Regions from separate parts of the Sus scrofa genome. Here all the other regions are linked to region 1. A link is a contact called in public HiChIP or PLAC-seq data. All regions are on one chromosome and are shown on one strand. Each heading gives the region's core, a stretch centred on a gene start, on an enhancer-like site or on the middle of the called end of the contact. The rest is flanking DNA. Distances are from core to core; before and after follow the strand shown.

What was found. HiChIP or PLAC-seq counts read pairs in DNA pulled down with a chosen protein or histone mark.
Region 2: an H3K27ac HiChIP or PLAC-seq map of alveolar macrophages shows a contact between it and region 1. The contact joins two enhancer-like sites. A contact is called at or near these places in 1 of 47 Hi-C or Micro-C datasets (embryonic fibroblasts) and 1 of 2 datasets of contacts at active chromatin or transcription factors (alveolar macrophages).
Region 3: a contact with region 1 is called in an H3K27ac HiChIP or PLAC-seq map of alveolar macrophages. The contact joins two enhancer-like sites. A contact is called at or near these places in 2 of 5 promoter capture datasets (fetal skeletal muscle and liver), 3 of 47 Hi-C or Micro-C datasets (brain, omental adipose tissue and subcutaneous adipose tissue) and 1 of 2 datasets of contacts at active chromatin or transcription factors (alveolar macrophages).

Annotation. Positions count from the first base shown.
Region 1 is chr10:15,031,777-15,034,615 of Sscrofa11.1, reverse strand. No RefSeq gene overlaps it. Among named protein-coding and RNA genes, the nearest start is that of AHCTF1, 9.0 kb to the left of the region's middle. Within about 2 kb of position 1,300, at least 9 of the 83 cell types and tissues checked have an H3K27ac peak or open chromatin away from gene starts, as enhancers often do. A contact at or near this core is called in alveolar macrophages, where this site is marked.
Region 2 is chr10:14,475,489-14,478,188 of Sscrofa11.1, reverse strand. No RefSeq gene overlaps it. Among named protein-coding and RNA genes, the nearest start is that of ITPKB, 7.3 kb to the right of the region's middle. Within about 2 kb of position 1,383, at least 1 of the 83 cell types and tissues checked has an H3K27ac peak or open chromatin away from gene starts, as enhancers often do. A contact at or near this core is called in alveolar macrophages, where this site is marked.
Region 3 is chr10:14,356,798-14,359,680 of Sscrofa11.1, reverse strand. No RefSeq gene overlaps it. Among named protein-coding and RNA genes, the nearest start is that of STUM, 63 kb to the right of the region's middle. Within about 2 kb of position 1,305, at least 26 of the 83 cell types and tissues checked have an H3K27ac peak or open chromatin away from gene starts, as enhancers often do. A contact at or near this core is called in alveolar macrophages, where this site is marked.

The DNA.
Region 1 (2,839 bases), core at 51-2,550:
CTTAAAATTCATGCAAATTCCTCTAAAATGATCACTGATGACATCATCTGTAAAAATGGGAATCTAGGTTAAATCTCTAAGACCTCTTCCAGCTCTAACCTCCATAAGTCTTAGCATCTCCATGTTCTAATATGAGTTTTTTGTTTGTTTTTTGTCTTTTTAGGGCCGCACCTAAAAAGCATGTGGAGCTTTCCAGGCTAGGGGTCGAATCAGAGCTACAGCAGCTGGTCTACACCACAGCCACAGGAATGCGGGATCCGAGACGCATCTGTGACTTAGGCTACAGCTCACAGCAACCATGGATCCTTAACCCACTGAGCAAAGCCGGGATTGAACCTGCGTCCTCATGGATGGTGGTCAGATTCAGATTTCCACTGAGCCATGATGGGAACTCCTGGTTTTTTTGTGTGTTTGTTTGTTTGTTTGTTTTGCTGAGTATTTAGAAAAATAATAACTGAAGAAGTCAAAAATAGCAAATATTATATGATAAAATGCATACGTATAATTTTAATTAGAAGCCGATACATTTTTCATATTTTTAAGTTTCATTGAAATATAATTGATTTACAAGGTTGTGATAATTTCTGCTGTGCAACCAAGTGATTCAGTTATAGACATACACAAAGAAGAGCCACATCTGGACCTACACTGCAGCTTGCAGCAACACCGGATCATAACCCACTAAGTGAGGTCAGGGATCAAACTCTCACCTTCATGGATACTGGCCAGGTTTGTTGCTGCTGAACCAAAATAGGAACTCCCAGATTGTATCTTTCAAAGATGGTTCTACCTGTATATTTATCCCATCCCACATGCTTGTCTTAAAGGAGACTTTCACTTCTCCCACAGAGAGAGGGGAACCTCTGTTCCCTTCTTATGCACCTGAACAGGGACCTGTGATTGCCTCAAGAAATCATGTGACTTTGAAAAATGTCACTAAACATGTAACTTTGAAGCCCAGGTCATACAAAGGCCACGCAACCTCCATTTCTTTCTTCCTCTTTCTTGGGATACTTGCCCTTACAACTCGGCCATCACGTGGTAAGGAAACCCATCCCACCGAGGTGTCCAGTGTGGGACAGTCCCCAGCCAGTCCCCAGCAATGAGCAAGCATCAACTGCCATCATAACGTGTGAGCGAATGATCGTTCAGAGGTTTCCAGCCCCCAGCCTCTGAGTTTTCCAGCTGATGCCCCAGATGTTGTGAATCAGAAACCAACCTTCATTCTGTACCTGATCTGAATTTTTGACCACAGAAACCGTGAGAAAGCATACACTATCTAAGGCATGATTATCGTGCCATGCTTTGGGGTGACTCATTATGCAACCATAGTAACGCAGGGAGACAATGAAATGCTCTGATGTGGAAAGTGTGCTTGTTATTGATTTAGAAAACTGAGTGTCACTCAATGAGGGAGAAGAATTGAAATGCATTTTAAGTTATCATTAATCTCCTAGGCCATCAAGGAGTTCCCGTTGTGGCTCAGCAGGTTAAGAACCCGACTAGGATCCATGAGAACACAGGTTGGATCCCAGGTTTCACTCAGTGTGTCAAATGATCCGGTGTTACCTTGAGCTGTGGTGTAGGTCGCAGACGTGGCTCAGATCCTGTGTTCCTGTGGCTGTGGCGTAGGCTGGCAGCTACATCTCTTGATTCAACACCTAGCCTGGGAACTTCCACGTGTCAGCCTAAAAAGACAAAAACAAAAAAAAACAAAAAAACCCACAACTCCTTGGCTATCAGTTAATCAGACACAGTCTCTCTGCAGAAAGAAGCATTTATGTTGAAAATGAATGCCTGGTTACAGAGAGAAGCCCTAAAGAGCATCTTCGGAACTTGAATTACTGAGGACATCCCTCTTGTCTAAGGGGGACCACGTAACAGATTACATGTTTCACAAATGTGCTCTTTGAAACAAACCAAACTACAGTAAAAAAAAAAAAACAATTTGCAATAATCTTAGTCTTTCTTCCATCAGAACAAAAGTTTAAGTTTGCTTTTCCTGTCACATTTCAGACATTTTGCCATGTCATTATTTAAGGAAGCAATCATATTGTAATACTTCCTCTTTTCAATTCAGACAAAGAAGTGTAAACATATTAGCAAAAAGGGAACCATAGTTGTATCTGAAACATTAATGTATTTAGAAAATGTCATCCTAAAATTCTCAGTAACCCAGATGCATTTTACTGTATCAAGCAAGATATTATAATTGCTGTTTTGTAAAAGACATATCTCTATATTTATATCTACCTATCTATATGTCCAGATAGATTTTTTTATGGTGGCTTGCTGCTTTTCTAATGCTATTTGTCATATATGTAAAAGTAAAAACAGGCACAATAGCATAGACTATTACCCATGTTATATATGTAAAAGCCCCAGAGAACATTTTTTTCCCATGCAGACTGAAAAGGCCTATGCAAGACCTGCTTGACTATGCAGGACATATTCTTGTCTTTATTTCTGTCTATTAATTCAAGTCAGTTCTCAGTAGTTCCAGAAAGATCTCTAGCCCACCCAAAATTGTACAAGTAGCTACAAATGTAAAGGATCTATTTGAATTTAAATGTTTTCATGTCATCTGTCATTTTTAACATGTCCATCAAGAAAGCGAGCCTTCTGATTTGATTCCTTATTAAAACTCATAGGAGGATCAAATTAATAACCAAGAAGTTACCTACTTCAAAACCATAGGATAAAACTCTTACGGAGTATATACTTAACCCAAAATTGCCAGCTTTAGCAATATCATCAAAAAAATTATACACGCGTCATTCTTGTAATTGAGTAACACTTCATTAGAAGTTCTGAATGACACTTCTATGTAATACAGAGA
Region 2 (2,700 bases), core at 134-2,633, 560 kb after region 1:
TCTTAACCCACTGGGCAGGGCCAGGGATCAAACCTGAATCCTCATGGATACTCAACAGGTTCTTAACCCGCTGAGCCACAACAGGTTCTTAACCCGCTGAGCCACAACAGGAACTCTTAACACAATTGCTTTTGTTTTTTTGTTTTTGTTTTTGTTTTTTGGTCTTTTTGCTATTTCTTGGGCCGCTCCCGTGGCATATGGCGGTTCCCAGGCTAGGGGTCGAATTGGAGCCGTAGCCACCGGCCTACACCAGAGCCACAGCAATGCGGGATCTGAGCCGCGTCTACAACCTATGCCACAGCTCACGGCAACGCTGGATCCTTAACCCACTGAGCAAGGCCAGGGATCGAACCCACAACCTCATGGTTCCTCGTTGGATTCGTTAACCACTGAGCCACGAGGGGAACTCCCACAATTGCTTTTATAACATGAAATAGGCAGTATGTTTCTTAAGATTTGGTCGCATTGGTGTGTGGAGCTGTGGTTTATCATTACCGTGGAAAAGTATTCAATTTTATGAATATACTACAATGAACCCATTCTCTTGGTAATTGACAGATTGTTTCCAGTTTTTTTTCTATCCTGAGCAATGCTGTTATGAACATTCTTGTGCTTGTCTCCTAGTGCATTTGCAATAGTAGCTGTAGGAAATATAACCAGGGGTAGAATCCCTAAGATTCTAGAGGAAGTGCATTTTGAGCTTTACAATCTAATGCCTAATAGAAGTTCCTGTTGTGACGCAGCAGAAACAAATCTGACTACTATCCATGAGGACACAGATTCAATCCCTGGCCTTGCTCAGTGGGTTGGGGATCTGGTGTTGCTGTGAGCTGGACCCTCGTCCTCATGGACACTAGCTGGGTTCTTAACCTGCTGAGTCACAATAAGAACTCCGATCAGTCTCTATTTTTAAGTATTTTGTCCACATCATCTAATGCATCTTCCGACCTTACGAAAATGATATTATTATTCTCAGCTGCACAGCTGGCCGCCGTGCTCCCCTTGTACCTTCAATGCTGGGATACCAACCACACCTGGCACCGATTTATCATTGTTTCAAAGCTTGACTCCCCTCCTGGTCTGTGCGTTCTCTGCAGAACTCCCTAGGCTTCTTCATATCCCTCTTCCTGTCCTTCTCTTCCGCTCCTGGAAAACTTGAGAACGGTTTGATGAGCGAATGAATGGCATTAGTAATAATCCCCAAGGTGGAAACAAGGCACCCACAGGTCAAAGCAGAGCTAAACAAGGCTGCATTCGCAGGCATACAGGGGAAGCTCTGTAGATACCTCGAGTGTGGATGGAGGTGGTTTGAGAGCACTAGAGATATGATCTCACATTGCCAATACCGTTCCTTCATTGTGAGGGACAGGAGAAAGGGGAGGCCTCAAAACTTCCTCTTTCTGCTGGAGATTGCTGTCTGTTTTGTATTCGAACATTACATGGGGATGTTTTCTGAGACTTTGACCTTAAAGACTCTGTAGGTAAACGTTACACTTCCTTCCTGTTCCTAAAATATTAAATGGTGGGACCAGTTTGACTCAAAGGCCCTCTCCCACCCATCTTGGACTTGCTGATTGAGACCACTCAAACCAAGGCAGAATATATCCCAACCAGCTAAGAAAATGTCTTGTAAATTTCACGTCACTTGCATGTCCTCCATGTCTTACCACCTCCTTTTGCTGGGGGTGGGGTGGGGGTCCAAAGATACCACACAAATCCAGTTATTCAGAGAAGGAGGCACAGGCTGCCCCCACTCACCCTTTCACTCTTTAAGCTCTCGAATCAGAGCAGCCTCCTCTGTCACACGCAGGCCCAGTGAGCGGGAGGGGATCCTGGAGAAGGAGTGTATGTGGTGCAACACCAGAGAGCCAATATCTTGAACTGATAGCAATGGACTTGGTTTAAATTGAAATGCTGTCTTGACAGTGTATTTCCACTGGAGCGCTTGGGCTGGCTAAGTTCACATTTAGATATGAAAAGCAGGAGCACATCTTTTCCATCTATCTCTTATCAGCTCATCGTTGTTTGCAGACAATGACAAAAATATATATTTATATATATAACCCCCTGGCTTAGATCATGGCTGATCCACAGCTTTTGCATGTCCATGCCTGAATCAGATTTGCAACAGAGCCCATCCAACTGGGCAGAAATCTATTACTCAAGCGGTTGAAAAGTCCATTTGAAGCTAGATAATTGCTCCACACGTAAATAGGGTTTACCTGTAAGCATCTTACACAGGATTATTTCCAGTCAGTCGGGTTTTCCCTTTCTGGCACCACCTTGGAATAGAAGCGAGAAAAATCCTTCTCCTTCTTGCCCCTGCCTCAGGTAGAGACGCTGAGCATTCAACAAACAGGGATCAGTTAATTACCTTCTCTACATTAGGCCCTGCAGGTGCAAATGGAAGTGGGGCACCTTTATCCTCTGCTTCGAAGAGAAGGAGACAAAGGGAGCAGATGTCAACAGGTTGTAGTGAGGGTGTTTAGTAACTTATGAATGAATGGAAGAAATGAAGAATAAGCTGTCAGAACATGGGGAAGCCTCAATGCTAAGGGCTGTGCCCAGGAAGGTCTTCAACTAGGATGGGCAGGTGTCGGGGATTAGGACGAACTCTTTCTTCCTCTTCTTCTTTTTCATACGGCCACACCTGCGGCATATGGAAGTTCCTGGCCTAGGGGTCAAATCTGAGCTGCTGCT
Region 3 (2,883 bases), core at 56-2,555, 670 kb after region 1:
TCCCACAGCCCTCTCCCTCCTCCCTGAGCACCAAGGCACCCAACACCCTGGCTGGCCACCGCTCCCCACCCCACCCACCGCAGGCTGTGCAAAGCCAAGTTCATGGGCCAATTCATAGGCTGGCTTACATGCCTTTCCACAGAAAAACAGAGAACCTGTCCTATTTTTCGACAACACTAGGAAACAACATGTGTGTCGTTTCTCTCTCTTTTTAATTCTTTAGCAAAAAAAAATTTTTATTATAGTTGATTTACAATGTTCTGTTTTCTTATGTCAGTCTCTCAAAGCAATAGAAATAAAAACAAAAACAAACCAGTGGGACTTAATCAAACTTAAAATCTTTTGCCCAGCAAAGGAAACCATCAAAAAACCAAAAAGGCAGCCTACAGAATGGGAGGAACTAGTTGCAAATGATGCCACCAACGAGGGCTTAATCTCCAAAAAATACAAGCAACTCATACACCTCAACTGCAAAAAAAAAAAAAAAAAAAAAAGAAAAAAATTGAAAAAAAATTTGAAAAATGGGCAGAAGACTTAAATAGACATTTCAACAAGGAGGACCTACAGAGAGCCAACAGGCACATGAAAAGAAGCTCAACATCAGTAATTTTGCGAGAAACACAAATCAAAATTACAAGGAGGTTCCACTTCATTTTTCTCTCTTGCTTGTGGCACCTGTGGCCTGCATCTGGCCTTTGGTGCGCAGCGGCGCAGGCCTGAGAGGACAAACGCAACAGAGAAGCGAGGCGGGGTGTAGAAAGTGCTGAGTGAGAAGACAGCTTTCACACTTCACAGGAGGGGCAGACCTGTGGGCATCATCATTGTAAGTATTAGTTTTACCGAGAAAATAATGAGTTGGCTATGACACCACCAACAATAATAATGATCTAAGAAAGAAAGTGCTTTCCTGAATAGGTGCTTGTCTCGTTTAAAAAAAAAAAAGAAGAAGCCACAGATGGGGTGGTTTAAACTGCAGATGTTTATTTTCTCCCAGTTCTGGGGGCTGGAAGTTCAGGGTGTCTTCTCACCGGGTTCCCCCTTGGCCTTGGCCGGGGGGTGGGGGGGGGGGGGGCAAGTGTCGGGGGAGCCGCCCTGCTTTCTCTTCCTCTTCTTCTAAGGGCAGCAGTCCCATCTGATTAGGGCTCCACCATCATGACCTCACCTCATCTTTATCAGGTCCTCCCTGCCTGTCTCCAAATACAGTCACATTCCGATTTCAACGTACAAAGTGTGTGTGGGGGGGCGGACACACACACACACATCCAGTTGGTAGCAGAGCCCCTGTGCTAACTCGCATCAGAGACCGTGTCCAACCCCACCTTCCGGGCCTGTACCTTCCAAGCTTGTGAATGAGTAAAGCAGTTGGAGTGGGGGCTGGCGGGGTGACTGTGCAAAGCTAATGTCTGTGGCAACATAGATTTGGGTTATTTTGAAAAATAGTTTCTGCAAATCGTGGACAACTTGCTGAGACAACTTGCTGTCGACAGCGGCCCTGTTTTATTTCAATGGGGAAAAATGCCCAATTATAGTCATGCTTTCTGAGAACAGGCGCTGGAGGGAAGTCAACCCCGCAGCCTGCAGAGAAGGCTGAAATAATGAGGCGGCGGCAGGGGGAGGGTGCCCCCTGCTGGACAGTCGTGTACACTACAATGCACGCGAAGAAAAGGAGGATGGAGGGAGAAGTCCTTGAATTTACAGGTACAAGGCCCCGCCCCCAAAGATTAGCTACCCCTCCTCCTCTCCGGTCCCCCAGGAATGCCCTGGCGAAGAGAAAGTTCCGTTCCTTTCATGGCTTCTCCCAGCTAGCTACATCTTTAACTAGCAGGGACGCAGTGACCATGGCAATGATCGAGTCAGCACAGCCATTTGCAGAGGGTTCACTGAGTGGGGGTGGGGGCGGGCTCAGGTGGTGCGCTCCGGACCTGACTTAATCCTCACAACGCACAGTTGGGTGAGATACTGATGTAATTGAGCAGGACCATATGAGGTCTTCCCGGAACAGGCCACCCTTATATACTTGTCCTCCTCCTGCCTCTTGAGAAAAACGGTAGCCTCCTAGGCTTTCCCGGAGTCCCAAAGAGTAAAATTAATCAGAGAAGTGAGAAAATGCAGAAAGAAAGAAAAACAGTCAAGCAAGACAAAATAATAATAGTTTAGCCATTAAACAAAGTCAAGGACATTGGGTTCCTCCTCAAGGGCTGTAGATAATATTCTGAGCCACATCTCTTGAGCTGTTTTGCAGATACTGAAACCCCAACCCGGTGGGAGAAGTTAACTCTAGGGTGATGACCTTGACTTCAGATTACGTCATCACCAACCAGTCAGAAGAACATCCACAGGGTAGTCACGCCCCTGCAAAGCCCTCCCACATCCTGTCTTTAAAAACGCTGCCCTGGATTTCCCTGGTGGCTCAGCAGGTTAAGAATCCCGTGTCATCATGGCAGTGGCTCGGGTCACTGCCATTGCTGTGGCGTGGGTTCAGTCCCTGGCCAGGGGAACTTCTAAATGCCATGGGTGTGGCCACAAAAAACACAAACATATCCTTGACAGCCTTCGGGGAGTTCAGGCCTTTTTAGCATTAAGTCCCTGGACTCCTTGCTCGGCACCTGCAAACCAACACTGCCCTTTCCTTCGCCACAACCCAGGGTCGGTAGATTAGCTTTACTCCTTAGAGAGGTTAAGTGATTTGATCAAGGTTGCACTGCAAGTGAACCCGGAGCCAGGACGTGAGCCCAGGTGTCAGCTGTGGTGTGGAGGGGGGCAGGTGAGCAGGCACGTTCAATGCCATGTGAAGGCCACTTGACCTTTCGAGTAGTACTTTTCAACCAACACCTATGCTTTTATTTTAACGGCCTTTTTTATATTTTCCAATATGTTTTAATG